Regions from separate parts of the Anser cygnoides genome. Here region 2 is linked to region 1. The links are chromatin contacts, called in public Hi-C maps. All regions are on one chromosome and are shown on one strand. The core of a region is the stretch at or near the end of the contact, and the rest is flanking DNA. Distances in the headings are between cores, read along the strand shown. Region 1 holds the start of ARL6IP4 (ADP ribosylation factor like GTPase 6 interacting protein 4). Region 2 holds the start of KMT5A (lysine methyltransferase 5A).

What was found. Hi-C and Micro-C count contacts between places; a contact is called where the count stands out from the background.
Region 2: a Hi-C map of liver shows a contact between it and region 1, with 7 times the contacts expected there. The contact joins the promoter of KMT5A here to the promoter of ARL6IP4 in region 1. A contact is called at or near these places in 3 of 7 Hi-C or Micro-C datasets (granulosa cells and liver).

Annotation. Positions count from the first base shown.
Region 1 is chr17:3,429,587-3,433,858 of Taihu_goose_T2T_genome, reverse strand. ARL6IP4 (ADP ribosylation factor like GTPase 6 interacting protein 4) reads right to left here and starts at 2,143. Exons shown (of 5, transcript XM_066979257.1): 1 at 1,972-2,143; 2 at 574-906; 3 at 20-137. The coding sequence starts at 2,128. It overlaps OGFOD2 (2-oxoglutarate and iron dependent oxygenase domain containing 2), which reads right to left. Exons shown (of 6, transcript XM_066979244.1): 5 at 4,073-4,272; 6 at 2,705-3,427. The coding sequence ends at 3,152.
Region 2 is chr17:3,665,913-3,670,184 of Taihu_goose_T2T_genome, reverse strand. KMT5A (lysine methyltransferase 5A) reads right to left here and starts at 2,522. Exons shown (of 8, transcript XM_066979241.1): 1 at 2,269-2,522. The coding sequence starts at 2,326. It overlaps LOC136786572 (a long non-coding RNA gene), which reads left to right and starts at 112. Exons shown (of 2, transcript XR_010825591.1): 1 at 112-251; 2 at 1,757-2,569. SBNO1 (strawberry notch homolog 1) reads left to right here and starts at 3,893. Exons shown (of 33, transcript XM_066979220.1): 1 at 3,893-4,050.

The DNA.
Region 1 (4,272 bases), core at 894-3,393:
CTGCCCCAAGGGCCCATACCTGGTTCTCCCCGTTTCGGGGTCCACGACTCTCCGTATGACACTCTGCCTCGCATCCCATTCTTCCTTCGTCATCGGCTTCATAGCCTGGATGCGGGATTTCTGTTCGTCTGTCAGGACTGGAAGGTATCAGACAGTCAGAGCCACGCTCCTGGGGCACCGCAGCGCGCCTGCAATGAGCAGCCAGGAACGCAGCACCGGCTCCATGGCGGTGCTTCTGGTTCAGTGACAAACCACGCCAAGGACTGGCTGCTGTATGGCCCCAGAGCTCTGCCAGGTTGGTACTGCTGACTGCGTCTTTTCCTTTGGCTTCTCTGTTTCCACTTTACAGCCACAATTAGAGCTAAACCACTCACCAATCTATGCCCGTAGCGCCTTACTTTTACTTGGTGTTGCTCAAAGGCAGCCACTTAGAAGGGAGGAGAGTCAGAGACTGCTCTGTGCACAGCTCTGCTACTGACACCCTGTGTGGATCCCACGGGGGGACATGCAGGGGCCTTTTCCCAATGCCATGTTTTGAGCCCTGGCTAAGCAGGAGGGAAATGCGATCGTTACCTGGCCCGGAGTCCACCAGCGACTCCTTCTGCCACTGCTCCAGCGAGGGGCCGGGCACCACTTCTGCCTTGGCTCTCTCCTCCTTAGCTTTTTCTTTTGACTTCTTTTTGGATTTCTTTTTTATTCTCTTCTTCTTCTTCTTTTTCTCTTTGTGTTTTGCTCGCTTCTTTTTGCTGTGTCGACTCTTCTTTGCTTTGGGCTCACTGTCACTGGAGTCCTCGGAAGAGGAGCTGGAAGAAGACGAAGACGAGGAGGAGCTGGAGGAGGAAGATGTCTCAGAGGAAGACGTGCTTGCCTTCCTCTTCTTTTTGCTCTTTCCTTCCTTCTTCTTTTCTGCAGTGCATAAGAAGAGGGTGAGCAGAGCAGCTCTGGCCCCGTGGCAGCAGGTATTCCTATTATCCCCTGCAGTTGTTACTGCCCCGCTCTCCCAGCCTGAAGACAAAGTCCCCAGGGCAAATCCCCTCTGTGCCGCCACCTGGAACATGTCAGGGTGCGGAGCTGTTCCTACAGCGCAGCGCGAGGAGAGGCCTCAGGGCTCTGCACCTGCCGGAGCCCCACCAAAACGGGCCCAAAGCGCGCGCTGACGTGACGGGCAGGGATCCTTCTCTCCCACCCGGGCCCCCCTTTGTCCACCTGCCCCCAAGAAAACCTGGTAAAAACGCGGGGTCGCGGACCCCTCCCCACCTTCCTTCGCGGCTGCCGAGCTCGACCTACGCCTGCGAGGCCCTGAGGGCCGCCTCCCCGGCGAGCCGCCGCCGGGCTGCGGGTCCCCGCCGCTCTTCCTGCGCTTCTCCTTCCTCCGCTGCCGGCTGCGAGAGGGGCTCCGGCTCCGCGATCGCTTCCGTGACCGGCTGCGGGCCATGGCGCCTCGGCCCCTGCGGGGGCAGCGCCCTCAGCATCCCCAGAATTGCCCAAGCCCAGCGAAGCCCGGCCGGCCTCAGCAGGCGTGCGGCGGCCTCGTCCCCGGGCAGCCACCAGCGCTCGGGGGGGACAGCGCTGCTCCCAGGACCCCCGGTTAATTAATTAGGGGCACGAGGACCCCCGGTTAATTAATTAGGGGCACGAGGACCCCCGGTTAATTAATTAGGGGCACGAGGACCCCCGGTTAATTAATTAGGGGCACGAGGACCCCCGGTTAATTAATTAGGGGCACGAGGACCCCCGGTTAATTAATTAGGGGCACGAGGACCCCCGGTTAATTACCACCCTGACGCCCGCAGCACACCTCGACGCCCCCCCCCAGGATCACCAGGGGCCGCCGGCGGCCTGCGGGGCGCGGCCCCTTTAAGAGCTCGGCCCCGGCCGCGCTGCCCCTTTAAGGCCCCTTTCACCCGCCCCCCGGTGCCGCCGCCGCGCGCATGCGCCCTCCTCCCCTCCCGCCGCGCCCCCCGGCCTCACCGCGGGCCGGGGCCGCGCCGCCGCTCCTCCGGCCTGGTCCCGTCCCCCCCTCACTTCCGGTCCCCATCGCTCGGCGCCGGCCGGCAACAGCGCCGCGCTCTTTGGTTCCGGGGTTCGGCCGGGCCCATTGCTGGTGCCCCATTGTTATTGTCCCCATTGTTGGTGCCCCATTGTTATCGTCCCATTGTTATTGCCCCATCCAGCCTTCCCCAGGCCCTGCCGCCACAACGCCCCCTCACTGCAGTTCCTGCAGTTGAATAAGGGAGTAATCGAATAATGGCAAAGCCCCTCCAGACACTGGTGCCCCCGGGGAGGCGCTGGGTACTGTGATGGGCGCCCTGTGGTTCCGCCTGTCCCAGGGGAGTCACGTTCCTGCCCTCGCTTCCCTCTGCAGAGCCCGGCTGTGCTGCAGGCACCCCCAGCTCTCTCCCCAAGGCCCATTCCCCCTCGCTTACTCGACACTCGCAGCGTCTCTGAGAGGGAAATCTCTGCTCAGAAGAGCTCGCGGAGCCCCCAAGGCACCCCCTCAGCCGCCCCAGGGGATCGACGCTTCCTGTGCTGCTCCTGATGGATTTTTCTGAGCCTGCGTTAGGCAAACCTCCGGTGGTGGTAACTCCACACCATTCCCAGCAGCCTGTTCTGAGCCACCGTTAGCTGAGTTTGGGGCGGATCTCTCCCTGCTGCCCCGCAACCAAAAGCTTTTCTCCTGCAAGAGGCCAGGACTCCCCGCAAATAGCAGAGAAGTGGCAAATTTCGGGTTTTATTGCACTGTTTCTGTGGGGTATGTGGTTTTATTGCACTGTTCTTTTCCATTTACAGAGCCTTGCAACGCTGCTGTTGGCACAGAGGCCTCCACAAAAGCCAAGCAGCTTCATTTATTTTTCCTGTACCCCTGAAAATATTCACAGAGCCCTTGCAGTGGCTCCAACGGAAGGCTTTCCACATCTTCCAAGCATCCCTCCACCACGCCAGGCCGAGGGTGAGCCCTTGCCTGCCTGCGTACCAGCAGGGGACGCAGCCGGCTTCCCCAGCCCGGCAGGACTGGTTCTGCATCCCCCTGCCAAGGTGACAGCGACTTCTGACGTGACTCACGCATCCACCAGAGTCTGTCAGTGCAGCCCGAGAGGACAGAAAGCAGCTTCAGGCAACTCGGTCCGAAGAAATCATGCCCTACCACATGCTACCACAGCGAACAGAGATCCACAGTCTCAGGCACATCATCCTCAGCAGTTTCCGTGAAGCCGTCTCCGAATCCCTCTGCTTCGACCAGCTCGGGCTTCTGGTTGCACATGGGGCAAAGCCGGTTGCGGATTGCTGAGGCTCTCATCCAGACGATGAGGTTCCAGCGTTCCCCCGAGGCGATGGGGAGCGCCCCATGGATCTGCCCTCCTCTGTGTAACAGCCCCTGCGTCCCCACGTGTTCAACCTCGATGTAGTTCGGCACAGGGCTGGGATCCTGGAACAAAGGCAGGCGGGTACAGCATTACACCAGGAAGTCCCTGAAGAAGAGTGTCCAGCGAGTTGAATTTCGACTTCTTAAACAAGCAACAGGGAGAGGATGGGCTGTACCTCAAACGCAGCCACTCCAGTGGTGGCCGGGCAGCAGTTTGGTACAACTGCTTTCAGGTAAGGCATTCCCAGAGACAGGTTCAGAGGGAACTTAAAGACAGAGTTTCAATCACAAAACTCTTTCACCAGTGTATGGTGTTTTTTTAACCTCTCTCCTGTGAAGAATCCCCTGAGAACAGGGGTTACAGAATTAGGCGTAGGTCTCACATGAAGTAAATGACTTCTTTCCCTCTCTCTCAGCACCTCCCTGCTCGTTATGTCCCTTAAGGGAAGATGGGTTGGTTTGTTTCACTCCAGCTTCTCCTACAACAGCTCTCTCCTCTCCTTGAATTGGCTGCAGTTAGCTTGAACACTGAGATCTTGTTTGCAGCAGAAAAGGTTCCTGTATAACCACTACATTTTTAAAAAGGGGAAGGGACAGAGTGGTTTTGACTGTCAGAAGTGAACAACTGTGGTTTAGAACAGTCAATGCCTTGAAATTGGGATTAGGGGGCAACAGAAGCAGGACCCAGGTGAGGAATGTGCCCAGTACCTGTCTGAAATCCCCGAAGTACAAGTTGCCTTCTGTGAAGTCTTTTCCCAGCGAAACGTTTAAGGTGACTTCTGCGTTATCATAGTGAGAGCTCAGATCCAGGTCTTCGTGCAGCGCGTACTTGACCACGAACGCCTTGTGGCTGTCCAGGCAGGCGCCCCCCAAGTCGGGGTAAAGCAGAGCCGTTATGGGCCGCAGGT
Region 2 (4,272 bases), core at 1,273-3,772, 240 kb before region 1:
CCCGGGCGCCGCCTTGCCCCGCGCCGCGGAGGCCCCGCCGCCACCCCCGGCCCCGCCGCCTCCCTTCCCCGAGCCCCGGCACCTTTCGCCATGGCGGCGGCGGCGGCGGCGCGGCCGGGCCCGGCGCTCAGCAGCCCCCCGCGGCCGGGCTCCGCCGCCGCCCTCCCCGGGAGCTCCCCCGCCGCCGCCAACTGCTCCGCGGGGAGACGCCGCACCCTGCGCCGCGCTCCCATTGGTTCAGAGCGCCGTCGGTAAGCGCTGCCGCGCCCTCTGATTGGCTCTCGTGGCTCAAGCCCGCCTTCTCCGTGTCAAACGGAGCCGGGGCAAGCTCCCGGGAACGGCGTTTAAACGCGCGTTCCGCGGGCGCTGATTGGCCCGCGCGAAGGGCAACGGGCGCTCTGATTGGCGGAGCGCGGAGGACCGCCCCCAAAGGCGCGGGGCTGCGCCACGTGGGTGGGGGCGGGGAGGGCGACCCCGGGACCGGGACCGGGACCGGGACCGGGACCGGGACCGGGACCGGGACCGGGACCGGGACCGGGACCGGGACCGGGACCGGGACCGGGACCGGGACCGGGACCCGAGCAGGAAACGGCGGGGCCGCCTCTGCCGCCTGTAGCGCCTGCGGAGCTGTCAGCGCCCTGCCCGCAGCGCCTGCGGTGAAATACCGGGAGGTTACCGATGTCCGGACGGGACTAGCAATAAAACCCGGGGCACGGGGGGGCACCAGCGGGAGGCCGAAGGCTCCTCTCCGCTGTCAGCATGCGGGCGGGAAGCTGCCACGCACGGCCTCCCTGGTGCGTAGGCAGAGCGGTGACACCGAGCCGCAAGGCGCCGCCTGGCCCTTTTCTTTCTGCCCTATTTCCCTTCCAAGGCTCCTCCGACAGCAGCTGTCTGCGTGCCCAGGGCGCGGAGCGGCGGCCAAGCGACCCCTGAGCCTCCGCCGTGGCACCGAGTGGTTGCCCACTGACGCCTTTGCAGGTTTTTCCACCCCAATTCACGCCGCGCTTTTGGCGTGACTACGGTGTCACGGGGAAAAATACCGCATGAATTGTTAACGACGGTTCCCTTCCTGCAGTAATTTGGGAATTGTACTCGTAATATCCCGGGCAACCTCTGGAAATTCCTTTCCTATAGCTTCGCTCAGTTTATTTATTTATTTTTTTTTAATATCAGATATTTCTTGATATTTTATGGATGTGTATGCTAAACAAAGCAACCGGGTTTGCATCGAAGCCGTCCAGGCCGCCGCTAGAGGGCAAAGCAAGCTAAATAATTCTCATCTCTAGAGCAACAAAGGAAACGGCGTCAGCCCCAGCTGGCCCCCGCTCCGCAGCACGGAGCGCTCACGCTGCGAGCCCGCAGGACGGGCCGGCTTCCCCGCGTCAGCTCCTCCTTTTTGTGGCCAAAAAGCCGGCGCCGAGGGGAAGTTCCAGCGTTATGGGGCCGCAGCCCACAGAGGCTGCGCCTGCCGCCAGCGCCGGTCACCGCGACTCCGGGTGCCCCGGAGAGAGCAGCGGGGCTCCTCCTCGCACCAGCTGTGAAACCCGGGGACCCAAACCTCATCTCCTCGAGAGCGTCGGAGCAGCTCCTCGGAGCGCTGCCTTCCGACAGCGAAACGTGAAATGGACAGCAAGAGAAATAGCGAGCAAGGCGCTGGGTTTGCTCAGAAGGGAAAGAAAATCTTAGAGAGTAAATACACCCAGTCTCCATTAACACTTCAACTCGTTTCTTAAACACTTTTTTTTTTCTTTTTTAGGACTGGTTGCCTCTGAATCTGAAAGTTCAATTTCTTTCAGATACACCGCAAATACATGCTTGTTAAGAATTTCCAATTGAGCACGAGTGATTGCTGCACGTCTCGCTTTCTCACCTGTCAAATTTGCAGTGAAACATCACAACATTTACGCAGATTACTTCTCTACGAGATGAAATGCTGACAATTTTGTGTTTCAGCCACTGTACCTCTCCCTTGGAAAGCAAGTAAAAATAAATGCCTTGAGGGTAACTGCTGAGCGCTACGCTAAGCAATGTTATTTTACAGAGTTGTACAGTAAAATGTTAGTAGGCATCAATTACATTTCCCTGATTATAAAAATGCATTCAGAGTAGCATCTGCCCAGTGGTAAAAAATATTTTCTCTAACCAAAATACATTTGGTGACATACTTAATTCGTATTTCAGGTCATAGGGAAATAGTGCTGCAGACAGCTCTTCATGTGGTAATTACACGTGAGCAGGGAGTAGCAGTGCCACCAGCGGGTTACTCACCTCCCAGTCGAGGATGATCATAAACTCTGCTCCCAGGCCTCTTTTCAACCCAAGACATCAAAAATGTCACTTTCTTGTCACGACTGTGTGGAGCTGTACGGATGCATTTAGCGTTAAATACACGGCACGTGACCTGTACTTCTTTGTGCCTTTACTTGAGGTGTGTAGAGGGCAACAGTCGAGATGTGAGGTGCCATTTAAATTGTTCTCATCTCTGGCCAGACGTCTGTCATCTTTTCCTCCATTTAGTGTCTGAAGCATCGCTGATTAATCTAAATTACTTAAATCTTAAATTGCCTAACTTTTATTGCTTGTTTTTTGTGTAATAAAAAGAAGGGGGTGGACTTCGGTAAAATTGAATGAGCAGTCCTTAACATTTTAAGCAGATTTCACGACCGCCCACACTTTATGCCTGCTTCAACTTTATGAAAATCCTTCGAAATGGCTGCGCTCTTACAGAACTGGGTAAACCTTTTGACGGAAGACTTCCTTTTAGCAAAAAATCGAGTCTGAGGGCTTTCAGCGGCACAAAGCTCTTCCCAGATGTAGAGCCAACCCGTGCAGCCGGCGGGCTCTCAAGCAGCCAGGTCTTTGCGGCAGCCGTTTCCACACCCTGCGGCACACCCGTCAGGGCCGAGCCGGGGGGGGGCACGGCCGGGGGGCGCCCCCAGGCCGGCCTCGCCCGCATTCTCCTCAGGGGACCGGGCAGCTCCTGCCAGGGGAGCGGCGGGAACGGGGCGATCCCCGCCGCGGGGGGGCGCAGGAGTGTGCCCAGGCCCCGTGGACCCCCGGACGGCCCCGGAGACCCCCGGACGGCCCCGCGGGTCGCGGCGGGCCGGGGCCAAGCCCCCCCGCGGCTCCTCAGCACCGTCCCCGCTCCTCCGCCTCAGCACCGCGCATGCGCCTGAGCACAGCGCCCCCCCCGCGGCGCCTCAGCAGCGCGCACAAGCACAGCTCCCCGTCGCCTCAGCAGCGCGCATGCGCGCGAGCACCACCCTTGCCCTGCCGCCGCAGATGCGCACTGCTCCCACCCCGCAGCGCGGCCCCGGCGCCCCCCCCCTTTTTCCTTCCCATGATGCCCCGCGGGAGGCGGGTCTCGCGAGAGCGCCGCTTCTCGCGTCCCCGCCGCGGCCGCCATCTTGGAGGCGCCGGGATCACGTGACCGCCTGCAGCCGCTCGCCTCCGCCTTCCCCTCCCCCACCCCCGGGAACCGGGCCCGGCCCGGCCCCTCCCGGCTCCGGCCGCCGCCCCGGGGCTGGGCCCGGCGCTTTTTGAGAACGCGGGAGCCGCTCGCCGGTTTTTTTATTATTATTTTTTTAATTTTTATTTTTGTTCCCCCCCCCGCGGGGTCCGGCTGCCTTCCCCCGCCGCCCGGGCGGGGCGGGAAGAGGAGCGGCGCGTCACGTGATGGCCGAGCGCGAGCCGGAGCGCGCCAAAACGCCCGGCGGGGGCGGGGGGAGGGGCGCGAGGCGGTGGCGCCAGGCGGTCACGTGACGCGCGCGCGGCCTTGGGGGGGGCGAGGAGGAGGGGAGCGGGTCACGTGCTCGCCGCGCGCGCCAGCGGCGGGCAGTGCCTGGCGTCGCGTGGGGGCGGTGCGCGGCGGCGGTCACGTGGGGCGGCGCGGCGGGCGGCCCTCCCCCCCTCCCCCTCCCCTCCGGCCTCCCCTCCCCTGTGAGAGGGGAGGGAGGGCCAAGATGGCGGCCGGCAGTTAGAGAGCGGCGGGGCCGGCGGCGGGCACTGCGGGGAGCGGCCGCGGCGGGACCGGGAGCGAGACGCGAGCGAGTGAGTGAGCCCGGCGCCGCTCCCCGTGGCCGTCTCGGGGCGCTCCCTGCGCGCAGGGGCCGCCCCCGGGGCTCCCTCAGCGCCTCAGCGGGGCCTGGGGGGGGCTCCGGGGGGAAGGGGCCGGGGGTGGCGGCGGGCCCCGGGCCTGCCTCGGCGTCTGGGCGCGGGCCGGGCCTCGCCGGGGGGCGGTTGGGAGCGGGGTGGAGGCCGGGCTGGGCCGCG